2 separate regions of the Sus scrofa genome follow, and region 1 is linked to region 2. The links are chromatin contacts, called in public HiChIP or PLAC-seq maps. All regions are on one chromosome and are shown on one strand. The core of a region is the stretch at or near the end of the contact, and the rest is flanking DNA. Distances in the headings are between cores, read along the strand shown. Region 1 overlaps ZMIZ1 (zinc finger MIZ domain-containing protein 1). Region 2 overlaps LOC102163764 (a long non-coding RNA gene).

The links. HiChIP or PLAC-seq counts read pairs in DNA pulled down with a chosen protein or histone mark.
Region 1: a contact with region 2 is called in an H3K27ac HiChIP or PLAC-seq map of skeletal muscle, with 6 times the contacts expected there. The contact joins two enhancer-like sites. A contact is called at or near these places in 2 of 2 datasets of contacts at active chromatin or transcription factors (alveolar macrophages and skeletal muscle).

Annotation. Positions count from the first base shown.
Region 1 is chr14:81,478,726-81,486,032 of Sscrofa11.1, forward strand. All of the region lies in intron 3 of ZMIZ1 (zinc finger MIZ domain-containing protein 1), which reads left to right. Among named protein-coding and RNA genes, the nearest start is that of ZMIZ1, 73 kb to the left of the region's middle. Within about 2 kb of position 4,161, at least 57 of the 83 cell types and tissues checked have an H3K27ac peak or open chromatin away from gene starts, as enhancers often do. A contact at or near this core is called in skeletal muscle, where this site is marked.
Region 2 is chr14:80,915,224-80,922,322 of Sscrofa11.1, forward strand. The region is part of intron 6 of LOC102163764 (a long non-coding RNA gene); the gene reads left to right. Among named protein-coding and RNA genes, the nearest start is that of RPS24, 440 kb to the left of the region's middle. Within about 2 kb of position 2,803, at least 13 of the 83 cell types and tissues checked have an H3K27ac peak or open chromatin away from gene starts, as enhancers often do. A contact at or near this core is called in skeletal muscle, where this site is marked.

The DNA of each region.
Region 1 (7,307 bases), core at 2,911-5,410, 560 kb after region 2:
AGACATGATTGCAAAGAAGGGGTGAGCTGGGGTGCACTTTTCACATTCAAGAAGGTAGCAGGGAGGGTCATGTGGCAGGAGGGAAGTGAGGGGTAGGAAGGGAATTCAGAGAGACCCTGAGGGATCCGCTCATGTCAGCAGATGGAGTAGAGCAGGGAGATGGCTGAGGAGCTGTTGGCCACATCCAGATGGAGGAGGCAGTGGCTTGGACAAGAAATGCAGGGAAACGCATCAGTCTGACCGTATCTCAGAGACCTTGCAGGCAGGCTTGTGGGTGGATTAGAAGTGGAGGATGAGAGAAGAGGGGACGGTCCTGGAAGGCTCTTTTTGGGTTTGGGACAGGAGCCCCCTAGGAGAACCAAGGTGGCTGTTTCACTCAGCCAGGAATGAGAGCAGGGAGGGCTGAGCGAAGCTGAAGAGATGTGTTTTAGACATGCTAAGTTGGAGATGCCTTTGAGACATCCAAGTGGAAAGGTTGAGAAGGCAGTTGGATATATGAGTCTGGGAGACAGAGAGAGGTCCCGACTGCAGATATAAATGTGGGAGCTGTCGTGTACAATGGTGTTGCAAGCCATGGGGCTGATGAGGTCATCTTGGGAGTGAGTGCAGATAGAGCGGATCAGAAGCCTGCGTCTGAGTCACGGGGCATCCAGCCCTTAGAGGGAGGGAGGATGGGGCGGAGGCAGTAAAGGAGATGGAGAAGGTACAGCTGAGGAGGGAGGAGGAGAACTGAGGGAACAGGCTCTTCATGGATCAGGAAGATTTTGCTGGCAAATCAGGGAAAGGATACTCCAGGTAGAGGGAACAGCATAACAAAGGCTCAGAGACCTCAGTAAAGGAGCCTTATTTGGAGACGGTTGGTGGAGATGGAGGGGGGACCAGAACAGCTCCCAGCTCTTCACCTGTGGCCTCGGAGAAGCCAGTACCCATGGATATCTGGCTGGGCTCTGGGTAAGCCCATATCCAGGGACCCTCCCTTGTCACTGAGTCCTGCACTCCTTGGTCTCAGCTAAGCCTCTTGCCCTATGTCTGCATACTTTGCACTTTCTTTTAAGAAATTTTGCCTGCCTCTCCTGACCTCCCACCACCCCCTTGGGGCCCCTGGGCCCAGGAGACCTCCCCCTTGCCTGGAGCACTTGTCTGAAAAGAGGGGGCTGGAGGCGACAGCTCATGAACTGTCTGCAGGGGGAAGGAAACCCATCAGCCTCCTACTGAATCTCTAAGCACTGCCTGGATCCTCTATCTTAAAAGAAACTGTAGAAACTTCCTGGGCTAGGAGCATGTGTCAGAGCTGCCTACTCACCGTTAGAGCAGAGCAGCTCACTGCCTCTGGTGGGCAAGTGTGTACGTGTTCGGGTGAGGAAGCATCCGCCTTTATGCATCTGTGATGTTTCACACTCTGCACTCAGCTCTCAGTAGAGAGAATGGTCACCGGCTCGGTCAGGGAAGGCTGCAGAGAGGAGCCGCTGCCCAGAGCCTGGGCAGGGGCTCAGCAGGGCCTCGGAGGCAGGATGGGAGGTGCCAGGGGAGTGGGGAGTGGCCAGCCAGTGGGCTATAGGGGGCTAGCCCAGCCCCTCTGCCCCTCTGCCCCTCTGCAGTGAACACAGCCTAATGCACTTGGGATGTGACAAAGGCCCAGGAGACTTCTCCATATTGCGTTTGGGGTGGAACCAGGCAGGGACTTGGTGATGCCTCCCCGCCCCCCCCCGCCGCCGCCAGTCCCTTGGGGAGATATGTCTCTGACTGCATATCAGGGACTGGGGGAGCCACAGGAAACCTCTCTGATGATGCATGGCTCAGCCTACATGGCAGGCGGGTGGCAGGAGGCTTGGGTAATCTAATTAGTGTGCCAGGCGGATGGGACAAGTAATCCCGTGCCTTTAGACTCACTTTTCTTTAAGCCTGCCCCCACTCAATCTCTCCCTAAATCCTTCCACGGCCCGGGTGACAACATCAAGCGGGAGTAGACTTATCTCCATTGAATGGATGGGTAAACCAGGACCCAAGAGGAAGTTGGCACAAGGCCACAGCTACTAAGTGGCAGGGTGGAACCCTGAGCAGGGTCCATCTGCACCCCAAGCCCACACTGTTACTGCTGCCTTCTACCATCTCCCAGGCTCTCCTAGAATAGCCGCACCTACAGGCACCTTCATGTACACCACCTCTCCAGAGTCCTCATTTTGTAAATGAGGAAACGGAAGCCCAGAGAAGGTAAGACACTTGTCCAGCACCACACAGCAAGTCAAGGGAAGAGCCCATAGCAGAATCTGATCTGGCCCACTGTGTCCACCCACCCCCACACCCCATTCGCTGGCCCAGGGATCCCATCCTGGACCCTGCCCACTTCCTCTTGGAATATCCACTGCCTTCTGTTCTCCAGCAGCCTTTGGCAGTCTCTCGGGTTGAAGGCACCAAGTTCCACATCAGAAAGCTCCATTGTGCCTATTGTTTAAATATAGATTACTAATGAAATGCCTTTTCATTGCCTTCCCAGTGAATAGTTTCGTGTAAAGTTAATTTGCAGTGTTATGTAAATTCTGTTTAACTTCAATCAAGTTTCTAATTATGTTTTTACCGCGGTAATTCCCATTTGATTTGTCATCTCCTGTTAGGTATTTAATGTTCAGGGTGGGCGGGTTTGCTTGCCCTCCGTCTCTCGGTTTTCCGAGGCCCGCTCCCTCCCTGACCCCTGTCTGCCTCCCTGTCTGTCTTCCTCTGCTCCTGCTTCCTTCATCCCCGGCTCCTTCCCTGTGGACTGTTCCCACCTCCTCTCCTTACTCCTTCCCTTCTTCTTCGTGCAGCTATTCCTTCTTCCTCTCCTGTTTCCCTCTGCTCTTTCTAGCTTTGTGTCTCCCCTCCTCTGCTTCCCTCCTCCCTCCCTCCCATCTTCTTTCTTGCGGTCACTCCCCCATCTTCCTTCTCTTTCCATTTCTCCATCACTCCTTCTTTCTCTTTTGCTCTTCCTCTCTCTCTGTTGTTCCTTGCCTTTCTTCCTCCACCCTCTCTCACCCCCAACCCAGCCCTCTCTTGCTCTGTCTCTCATTGTCTGGACCCCATGTCTCTCCTTCCCCACCGTTTCTCCTCTCTCACCCCTCCACCGCCTTCCTCTCACCCTGTAGACCTTCACTGATGCCACATGTTAAGGCAGCTTCCATGGGTGCCCGGGACAGACAGGATGAGAGGTGGGCTGGCTCCGGGAGCATCCCTCCGGAACCCAGGACCTGGCCCTGGGAAACCTTGTCAAGGATGCTGTGGAGGACAGGCCTGGCCCGAGGCTGGGGGCCCAGGCCCTGGTACAATGGGAACTGCTTAAGGGCATGGGTGCTAGAAGTGAACTCTCAGGGTGCAGATCCTGACCGGCCCCTTACTAATGATGTGACTTTCTGGTTGCTAGTCCCTCCTCTGTAAAATGGGGTGACATTACCTACCTTGTAGGGTTGTGAGGATTCAGCGGGATGGTATTTGAAAAAGGGTTTAGCAAGGGGTCTGGCAGGAATTGGCTTTCATTTGAGAACGCTTGGCCACACCTTTCATATCTCTGTGGCCTTCCTGAGGTGCCTCTGTAGCAGGTGTCTGTGCCACTGGGGCGGTGGCGGTCAGGCCTGAGGCCAGGCCAGGGTGGGTACCAGCCACAGACCCTCACAGAGCTGGTGGCCACCCCCCCTCCCCCAGAATCCCTGTCTCAGCCCTGCCTGTCAAGAGATGGGGCCTCCTTCTTCTCCTTTAGACGGCTCATCTCAGGGCTGTGAAGATGAACAGACCTGCCTTCTGGGAAAGATCTGAGGCCCAGACCCCCAAAGCTGGAAGAGGCCTCGGGACCCTGGCCCCCAGACCTTTCCCAAACCACAAACCAAAGGCAGAGCTGCTGTACCAGGTTGGACTAAACACCCCTCTCCTCCCCTTTCTCCCACCCTGGATGCCCCCCGGGGCCAGGCCATGGACTCAGGCTGCAAAAATCACTGCTCTGGGTACCAGGTCCTGACAGGCCTTTGGCTGACTCCCTGGAAGACTCCCCTCGGAGCCCCAGCTCCCCTGCTGCCCACGTCCAGCCCTGGGCTTTGGGATTCTCCCTGCCGTCAGCGTCAGCATCAGCATCAGCGTCAGCGGCTGGGCGGCCACGGTTTCCCAGCAGGCATCTGCCCTCTGGGTGGGGAGGGCGGAAGGAAAACACCAGATCAGGCCAGGGCTGAGGGCTGGCGCATGCTCCTCCCCCTCCTTCTCCCCTCCTCCCCCTCCCCCTGCGCTCTTCCCATCCACATGGCCCTGACGCGGCCAGGAGGCAGAAAACAAGTGTTTGGAGAAGGCATTCTTCTGGGTGAAGAAAGGCAGGCCTGGTCACTTGTCCTTCAGACACATGGAAACCTGAGCCTGCTGGGCCGCATGACCACCTGACCCTGGCCGTGTGTGTGTGTGTGTGTGTGTGTGTGTCTCCCTGGTCCAGGAAACCTTAGCCAGTCACGTGGCTGCTTTCCCTGTTTGTCTAAGTAAGCAGTTCAGGCCGGCTGCAGCCAGGAGGCTGAGACAGGGAGCCAGGGGAGGGGGCCGCACTGGTGGGGGATGGGAGTGGACATAAGGATCTCTGGGGACAGAGGGCAGCCCTGTGCTGGGTCCTGGAGTTCTTGGGCCTCTGGATTTGGTGGGGGGAGGCCTGGCCTGAGGAAGGGCCCTGCTTCTGACCGCACCCCCCCATACACACTCCCCAGACCTCCCCCAACTCCATCTGTCAAGAAAAGGTATTGGGTTTACTAACTACAGAGAACACATCCAGCCTAAAATGCATCCTCTGTCCAGAGGCAGCTCAAAAAGGCCGAGCCCTGGCCAGAGAGGGATGCACGTGGAAGCAGCCACTGCCTCTGGTGTCCCCTGCTGTGTGCTGCTGAGTCCTGGCCCCTCAGCAGGAGAGCCCAGATCAGCCCATCGTCATCGTGCATCCAGCAGGCCACTGATTAATCCGTCAGAGAGGTATTAGCACCCATTGTGTGCCAGGACCTGGGCTGGGCAAAGGGTTAGGGTTGTCAGCACACGGGTCTTCTAGAACTTCTGTGGATCTCACACCTGTGACTTATTTTCCTCCTGTTGGATAGGCAGGATCACCTTCGTTGCAAAGACCGTGTGGCAGCCGTGTCCCACCCCACTGCCATTCCAGGAGAATGAAACCTCTGTGTTAGGAAGGGGATGCCAGAGAAGGTGAGGGGCATCACTGAGTCCCTCATGGACCAAGTAGTTGATACAAGAGTCCCTGTCCTCCAGGGAGGTGGGATGGAGCTGGGCTTCCAGAGCAGATGTGGGCAGAGTGCAGACACCCTGAGCCCGGACATCTGGGGGCCTTCTCTGAGACAGCTGAGGCAGCGGAGCCCTGGAACACAGCTCAGGGCCTCCCTCACCCTTTCTCCATGTTTACCCGGTCTGCACTTTATAACCAGAGAGGGCCTGGCAGAGGAGGAGGGCTCTGGTAGCCTTTGGGGACCACAGTTCTGAGAACCTGCCTGAGTTCAAATGTCTGTTTGTCTGTCCCCCTCCCTCCCCGCTACTTTCTCTCTCTCTCTCTCTCTCTCTCTCTCTCTCTCTCGTTCCTTTGACAAACATTTCCTGGCAACCAAGTCAAGTCTGTGCCAGTCTGTGCTTAAGTAAAAAGCACATCCCTGGCCCTGGAGATTCTCACTGCTAAGCTGGCATCTCAGGGTGGGCCGGGGGTCCGACCTGAGCTGAGGCCCAGGGAGAGGCAGCCACTGCGTGGGGATGAGGGTGCAACCGACCCCACAGGCTGCCCTGGGTTCTGGGGAGGCTTAGGTGTACTTTCCCTGGATGGGCCAAGGCCAATTCCACCAGGTGCTTGGGATGAGGGGCACAGAGAACTGGCATTGGGGCCGCACAGAGCCTGGTTGGACCTTGTCTCTGTTGTGAGAGGACTTAAGGGTGTTCAGCCTGGAGCTCAGGAGCTCAAGGCCATTCTGATAACAGCTGGAAAACTCCTATCCAGCTAAGGAACGGAAGTGGGGTGACCAGTGGTTGAGCCAGTGACGCAGGCCAGGCATCCTGCCACCCACGGCTGAATGTGAATTCTGGGCAGGGATGATTTTAAAGTCTGTGTGTGCCCAACCTCATTTGCATGCATCCAGGGTTGGGAGGCTCACTACTGTGCCGTGGCCATCTTAGTAACTCTTGCTGGTAACTCATGCCCTGGCCACACAGCAGGCTGAAGTCTGGCTTCTGTTTTCCATCCTGCTCACGTTAGGCCCACAGACCTGAGGCTTTAGCCTCCTTGACCTAGTCCCTCCCAAGATTGGCTGCTTCCAGGTAGAGCATCAGGCTGGGCCCCCACAGAACCCTGTCAGGGCCTGTTTGATTGGACCAGTATAAACATGTCGTCACTGTCCTGTGCTGGACAGCCAAGGTGAGGCCAAGGTCAGTCCCTGCCTGAATGAGCAGTCCCACCTTCCCAGCACAGCAGGCCCTGGGGCTGCCCACGGAGCAAACAGGAGACCTGGATCCCAGTTCTGTCCCTGTCCCTGGGGTGATCTCAGGCAAGGCCCGGCCCCAGTTGGTCCAGACCGCCTCCCATTTGCACTCCTCCCTGACGCTGAGCTACAAGAGGCCTTTGTTCCTGGTGGGGCCGCAGCCTGGAGAAGTGCTGCACACTCTCTGGCCTGTTTGCTTGCTGAGTTGCCTGTTTGCCAAGCAGCCCTGAGAGACTGGGATGCTGTGGCCTCCCATAGTCTGTGTCCCAGGCTTAGGGCCTCTGTTCAAGCCTCTTCCCCCTCACTGGGCCAGGACACTAACTTCTCTACTCCCATGACATATCCACCTGCAGGCAGGTGAGGCCCCAGCTTCTGAGGCCCACGGAAATGGGTTGGGTTCACATGGAGCCCATGGGTGGCCCTGCAGCCCCTGGGCAGATGTCCCATCTCACCCAGACATCTGACACTTATAAGGATCCAGGCATTTAAAACTTGAGTGGGGGAATAAAGGCATCTTATTACCCTGGGTGCTGTGCCCATGGTTTGACATCACATTGTCCCTGACTTGGGGGCCGCCCTGCCCAGCTGAGATGCCACACCTTCTATGGAAAGTACCACACTGCCCCTCACCTTTGAACCCTGGGAAGTTCTGCCTCTGAGGCCTGAAATCTACCCCTCTTCAGTGCCTCCCTTTGTCCTGGTCCCTCCAGCCTGGCTCCTTGGAGGTGACACTGCCACTCTGCCGGGAGTGGAGGAAGATAGTGACCGATGCCCAGGGCGGGGCTGATTCCTGCAGCCCCTACTCAGCTGTGCCTAAGCTGTGAGCTCCTGGGAATAAAACCCAGGAGT
Region 2 (7,099 bases), core at 1,553-4,052:
CATAAAGGAATATTGAAGGTGATAGAGCAACATGCCCCACATTCACTCTATCCATCACTCTCCCCAAAGACACAGTCTGTTCACATCAAAGTTACCAGCCAACTGCATGTGGGACTCTGGGATACAAAGATGCCTGAAGGAGCCCCCTGCCCTTCCCCCTGTTCAGCGGGGCCAGAAACATATGCTCTGATGGGATGATGCTGAAGGATCTTCCTGTCTCTGTGTCTCTCCTCCCCTGGTTCTTGCCTGTGTACGATAGAACATCAGGGTCAAGAGTAAACACTGCATCACAGGTCTCTAAAGGTCACCTTATCTACTCCTCTGCCATCTCTAAACGCTGTCCCCATTTGGGCAGTGGGACCCTTGTGTGGTCGGTCCCACGAGATTATCAGCAAAGGTGGTCCTTCCATGTCATGGTGGTCCCAGGCCCCTTTCACACACCCTGCTCTGAAGAAACATGATCTGGGCTGTTTATGGGGTGTGGGCTCTGATATGTGGGTGGCAGGCTGCTGAGCCATCGGCAGGCAGTAAAGTCTTAAACGTAGGTCTGTTTTCCAGCTACAGCTGCCACATCAAAAGAGCAAACTCCTTACAAACTTTGCCTTAATTAAAAAGTTACGGTAATCCTCAGGATGGAGGCAGGTCAGACACCCCTGGAGACAAAAGTTCTCTCTGTGGCCACAGACCAGGCCTTTCCTCCCACCCTAGGCGCTATTAAAAGCGGGGCGATTCTGTAGGCATCACAGGCTCGGGTAAAATAGGAACAGAAATGTGGCCTCCCTTCGTCCCCATAATTTGCTTTGGAGGGATCTAGGGCCAAACATTTGAAAAGGGGCCCTGATTTCTTGGATGGATTTCTCTTTTTCACATGTTCCCATATATCCTCTGGGGTTTTTCCCAGCTGTGCTTTCCGATGCTGCACGCCCCCCGGGAACACGTGTTGGAGAAACACGGGGTGTGGAACACCCAAGCTCTGTCCTCCATCTGTAGCCAGGGTGGTAATTTGTAACTCTGTTTTCCGATGGGAAAATCGAGTCCTGGAAGTGGGAAAGGGGTTGTCTGCCTGACCTCAGACCAGCACCAGGGCCCGAGGACAGCACCCTGTCCACCCCAAGTCAGGAAAGTCACAGAGACAATAATGCTCCCTGGCCTGGTCGTCTGCTTCCTTCTCCCCCATTTCCCGGTCCCCTTGTAAGTGGGCAGGGTCATGTGACTGGCCAAGGAAAAGCCCATCAGAGGGAAGCGTGCCCCTTGCTGGCTGCTGCAGGGAAAGTCCTGTGTGGGATTCTGGCCCACGGCTCGACTGACCCCAGGACCTGGAACAGTGGCCCACACAGTGAGACTCCCTGGGTGAGGGTCTTGCAGAGGTATGCCCCTCCCCCAAACACCCACATATAATTCACAGTGTGAGGGAGAAGAGATATTTTTGCTCTGTTAAGCCCCCAAGATTTTTTTTTTCTTTCCTGGAGCATAGCACATACTAACCTAACCTAACTAATATGCTAAAGTAGCCCCATGATATTTGTTCTTTGGGGCCCAAAAGACCACCATGGAGAAAAGTTACGTGAAAATAGATTTTAGCTCAAACGTAAAAAAAATACTACCACCCCCCAACCTGCTCCCCAGCCCGCAGAGGGACTCAGTTCTGTCTCTCAGAGGGCAAGTCCCTGCTCCCTTGCCATGCCACGTGTCAGATTATTGCCTCTCAGCACAAAATGGAGCTAGAGTCTTTCTAAAAAATAGTTGAATGTTTTAATAATTTAAAGAATTTATTGCTTTAAATTGTGGTCAAATACACATAATTTAAAATTTACCAACTTAACCTTTTTTCTTTCTTTCTTTCCTTTTTTTTTTTTTTTTTTTTTTTTGTCTTTTTAGAGCTGCACCCGGGCGTATGGAGGTTCCCAGGCTAGGGGTCAAATCAGAGCTGTAGCTGCTGGCCTATACCACAGCCATAGCAACATGAGATCTGAGCCACATCTATGCCTACATGCCAGCTCATGCTCATGGCAATCCCAGATCCTTAATCCACTGAGCAAGGCCAGGTATCAAACCCGCGTATTCATGGATGCTAGTTAGATTTGTTTCCACTGAGCCATGACGGGAACTCCCAACTTAACCATTTTTAAGTCATCCACCTCCAGAACTCTTTTCTGGCAAAACTGAAACTGTGAGATCATGCTTTACAAGAGAGATATCTAAAGATGAGCTGGGCTGCTTCAGGACATGGTGTGCAGCGTGGTTTTGCACACATATGTAGCTGAGGCTGATAGTCTTTGGCGGGCGGAGGCGGGGAGGAAAACCAGCAGAGTGGATTGGAGATGTACCTCCTGTGCTCCGGGGCCCCTCTGCCAGCATGGCACCTTTGTGTAAATGGCGAAGCAGCTTTCTCTGTGCGGTGAATCATCCACAGGTTCTCTGGGTAGAAGAACTGCTTTAAAGAACCCTGTATGAGTGACCAGCAAGTTTAAAAAGCGAGGCAGAATGTCAGCACCACGTGTTCCTTGGCTGGGCATCTTTGGGCGGGGCAGAAACCACTGCACTGTATGTTGCAGCCCCATGTGCTGGGCACCATGTCAGCCCTTTCTACGTGCCATCTCATTCTTTCACTTAGTGCAGTCATCCAGCACACTGGGTGGCATTATCCCTACTTGACAAAATGAGAAAACTCAAGCTCAGAAAAATTTCAGTACATTGCTTAAAGTCACAGCTTGTAAACAGCAGAGTTGTGGTTCAAATGCAGTCTGTCCACTTCTAAGTCCAGTGCTCTTTGTACTGCCTACAGCTGTCCTCACTTGACCCGGGAGTCTATGCCTGAGGTCAGACCATGTACAAAGCCAGGACTCAGGCCAAGGGCCCTGGACTACTGGGGCGAGGCTTCCTGCTTTCTTAGTCCCAGCAAGAAAAGTGAAATTTCCACTGGGGTGATAAACAGGCACTATTTACAGTGCTCTGTCTTACCTGAGTAAAAATATTTAAGGTGGTGTCACAACAAAATGTGTTATTTTGTCTACAAAGCTATTCATAGGGGCTGAAGGATGCTATGAAATATTTGCCACTGGAACCAAACAACATTCTCCTCTTCCATTTCCAGCTCTGTCTGAGGACCTGGACCCTGAATAGGAAGCACAACATACTTAATTTTCTCAAATACCACTAGTTAGGGAAAAAAAAAGCAAGAGAAAAACAGAGTAATTTCCTTTCTCATCTCCTGTGCAGGTGATTGGCTTGCAGGACTGGCTGGAGGGGGAGTGATTTTGTTTCTTGGATAATGGAATTAAGTGGGTACCTCCTGATTTAGTCCCCAAAATGGAGAAGTGGTGTTTATGTTCCTGAAACATGAAATCAGTAGAAACATAGCTTCGGAAAGAAAGGAAAATGAGAAAGAAAATCACCAATCATTTGATTATACGACAACTTGTGAACATTCACATACTTGATTGTCCTCTGCAAATCTGTAGGAAGTATGATTTTTTTTTTTTTTTAAAGGTGCTGGTTTCAGCATGTTTTTGTGAGAATAGGCTATGGCAGCTGGGAAGGAAAGTGTTCTGGAACAAACAGTGGCCCTCACATCAGAGTTCGCAAAGCACTTTCACCTGTGTTATCCTTGTCCTGTGTTCCAGTTCGGGCCCGGCTCTCGGGGCTCCCTCTCAGCCTCCCTGTTCCTGCTTCATGGACTTGGAACACCACAGTGCTGTTGTCTCGTCCCACTGGCTCTGCCCTGTGCACTGGCAGACAGATGCCTATGCAGAGTCCACTCTGCTGGTCCTCAGCCGTCTGCCCGCACCACCTCCTGCTCACCTCTTCCTCATCTTTTCAGTCTGTGCTTAGCTTTGCTGCTGCCACTTCCCGACGCCTTTTCTGAGTGCTCCTGCCATGGCTGGCTGTCCCTCTTCCCTGTTCTCCTGTGTCCTCTGTATTTCTAGTCAATGCGATCGACGTCTCTTGCCGTCTTCTTGCAGAGGATCTGAGATGTTGCAGAGGATCTGACTGAGAGGCCCCTGAACATGGAGAAGTGTCTCCCCTAGGCAGATGCTGAACCTTGCACAGAGCGGGACTCAGCATCTGCACCCGAGAAATATCAGGCGAACCATCAAGAGGGTGGTGTCATTGTCCCTAGCATATAGATGAAGAAACAGGGACATGGAGGCAGGCTGTGTGTCCTGTGTCCCCGGTGAGTTAGAGATGGCGCCTGGACCAAAGCCCAAGGTGAGTGACTCTGGCATTCTCATTTGGTGTGGAGCATGTGGTCTGCATGGAACAGGAGCCTGGTGTGTGTTTGAGGCCATGCCTCTTAGAGCTCCAGCTTCCTCTCTGAGAAGCAGAATTGTCCTGGGGTGAAGAAGCCATGTGTCATGGTGCCACCACTGGGTGGTGTTCTCTGCATCCAGGGTAAGGACGGAGAGGTGGCACAAGGATTTGGAAGTCACTATAGATTGACTTCAGATGAAGGGATTAACCTGGACCAGGTTGGGACCTCAAATGGGAGGAGTGAAGTTGTGTCAACTGCTTTAACGAAGGTGGGTGTTTACGGTCTCCATTATACAGGCACTTGCTGTCTTCTATTTAAAAGATAAGGTTGAAAGGGGAGATGACATTGTGAAAAGAGATAAAATAAAAGCAAACAAAAGATAATATTCAAAAAGGAACTGGACGAAATAGCAAGAGCTGTCTGTGGTGGTAAAAGGAAACACACACATGGGAGAGAAAAACACCACCCTAATTATAGCCGCTGGAGGCTGCAAGGGAATGTTCGCAGCAGCAGCACAGCAGCCCCCCTTCCCTCCCAGCATCATTACATAAAACCAAGAGAGCCATTCAGTTAATGTGTTTCTCCCAAATGCCTACTATGTGCATTCCCCTGAGGACAAAAATGCTCTTGCAGCCCAAGAAAAATGACAATAAAATCAGATTTAAAAAAAACAAAAACAAAAACACGAGGACAGTCTGCAGTGCATGGCGGGAACCCAGAGGAGGGGGTGATCATCTACCTAAAGGAATTGAGGGTGGAGTGAAGGAGACACTGGAGTGAGCCCGGATGAGTGAGGGTGACAGGTGGAGAGATGGAGGAAAGAGTGTCCAGCAGAAGCAGCCACACAGAGAGCCTGCAAATGAGTTTGTTGTGATTGGGAGAAGAAGCTGGAAAAGGGATAATGGTATTTGGTACTGGTTATTGAACCCGTAGCCCTGGGCTAATTGCACTACACCTATTAACTGATCTGTTCAGCACACCATTTTGAGGTAGGCGCTATAATTACCTCCACTTTAGGAGTAGAAATACTGAGTCACTGAGGTTCAGTAACTTGACCAAGATCACGAGGTTGGTGTGGACTCAGATCCAGGTCTCTGTCTCTAAACCCATGTTTTAGATATTAAAATCTTCCAAGAGTTACCCATTGCTGGTGACAAGTTCCCCCCAACTTTCTGAGGGTCAGGCTCCTGAGAGCAGTGGCACAGGGCAGTTCTAGGTTAGGTAGGGTCTCTCATGAAACTGCTGTCACGGTGTCAGCCAAGGCTATAGTCATTTAAAAGCTGGACTGGCTCACTCTGGTGAGTATTGGCAGCAGGCTTCTGTTCCTCCTGATGTGGGTTGTCCATAGGGTAGCCTTCGCTTCCCTCAGGACAAGTGATCAAGACAGAAGGGGGATGGTCAAGATGCCAGGTGTCTCTTATACCTACTTATTTCCAGTGGATATCATTGGTCACATAGACCAACCGTGGTAGGTGTAGAGGAGACCACACACAGGTGCTACATGAGTTGGTGATGTGAGACGCCATCTCAGAAGCTGCCTACCACACATGGCAGCTTAAAGTATCAGGAATTTTTGTTCCAGAAAGACATGGGTTAGGGGAATGGGGATCTGATGCTTGGATTCCTCTAGTGGGAACTCAAGGGCAGAATTTGTTATAAATGCATGTGGAGAAGCCTAATTTGATCCCTCCTGAGAGGCTGAGCAGGTCTTCCCTTCCCAAAAGCACATGCGGCAAAATGGCCCTTTCTCCCCACCCTCTGCTCCAAGCTCCCTGGTTTTGCAGCCATTTGTCTAAAGGTCTCTGCTCACAGTAGGTGCTCTCTGTCATGCTGGCAGAGTTGAATTGGCTGTTGCTGCAGCTCTGGGGACCCTGAGCTGGGCAGTTGTGTTCAGAACTCCTTCAAGCCTGTGTGCCCACTTCCTCAGGCTGGCTCATATTCTGTCCCTCTGAAACTATCACCCACGCATCCCAGTCAGGGACTTCCCATAGACTCGCAGCAATCCAGGCATGAGTAGTGGTTCTGAAAGGCTTGGCTTCTCTTTCTGAGGATTTTAATGGCACACAAAAATAAACAAAGCTTGTGGGATCCTTGATGTCTTCGAATTGCTTTTTAATTACTGCTTCTTTTCAAGAAGGCAGGCTGGCCCCACTCCTAGGTGGACCCCTGCATTCATACAAGCATAGCTGAGGCTGGGGTCTTTGGGCTCAGAGCGTCCCAAAGTGTGACTGACCATTTGGAAATTAGCACTTCATTAGAGGGACAGCCTTTGGCCACAGAACTAAGACTAGCTCCCAGGAACCAACATCTCCCACCAGCTCCCAAAGTGATTTTTCTAGAACCCACCTCAGAGCACACCACTCCTCACTCAAAACTCTCCTTATACCTCCCTGTCTTCAGGATCCAGCTCCGACTCCTCGGTGTGGCTTGAAAGGACTGTCACGATTGGCCTCTGCCTGCCCCCCAGCCTCCCCCACTGCTGCCCCTCCTGTCTCCTCCAGCCCCTCTCCAGTTTCTACTGCAGTCAGATCCAACTGTTTGTAGTCGGTGAATGATCAGTGCTGTCTTTCACCTCACCGCTGCCTCCAATGCCCTTCCCGTGTGTGTAACATCCATGTGTGTTTCAGAATTAATCTTCACCTTCCCATCATCTGGAAAACCTTCCATTAACCACCCCCAAGTTGAATTACATTCTCCTTTCCTTGCTCCCGCAGCAGCAAGACAGTGGTGCTGCTGCCTTGACTCTTGGCAGCTTCTTGGATGTCCTAACCAATGTCCCTACCTTTGATGAGACCCTTCACCCATATTTAGGAGAGCTGGCTTGTGAAGCTAATCATGAAGAAAGTC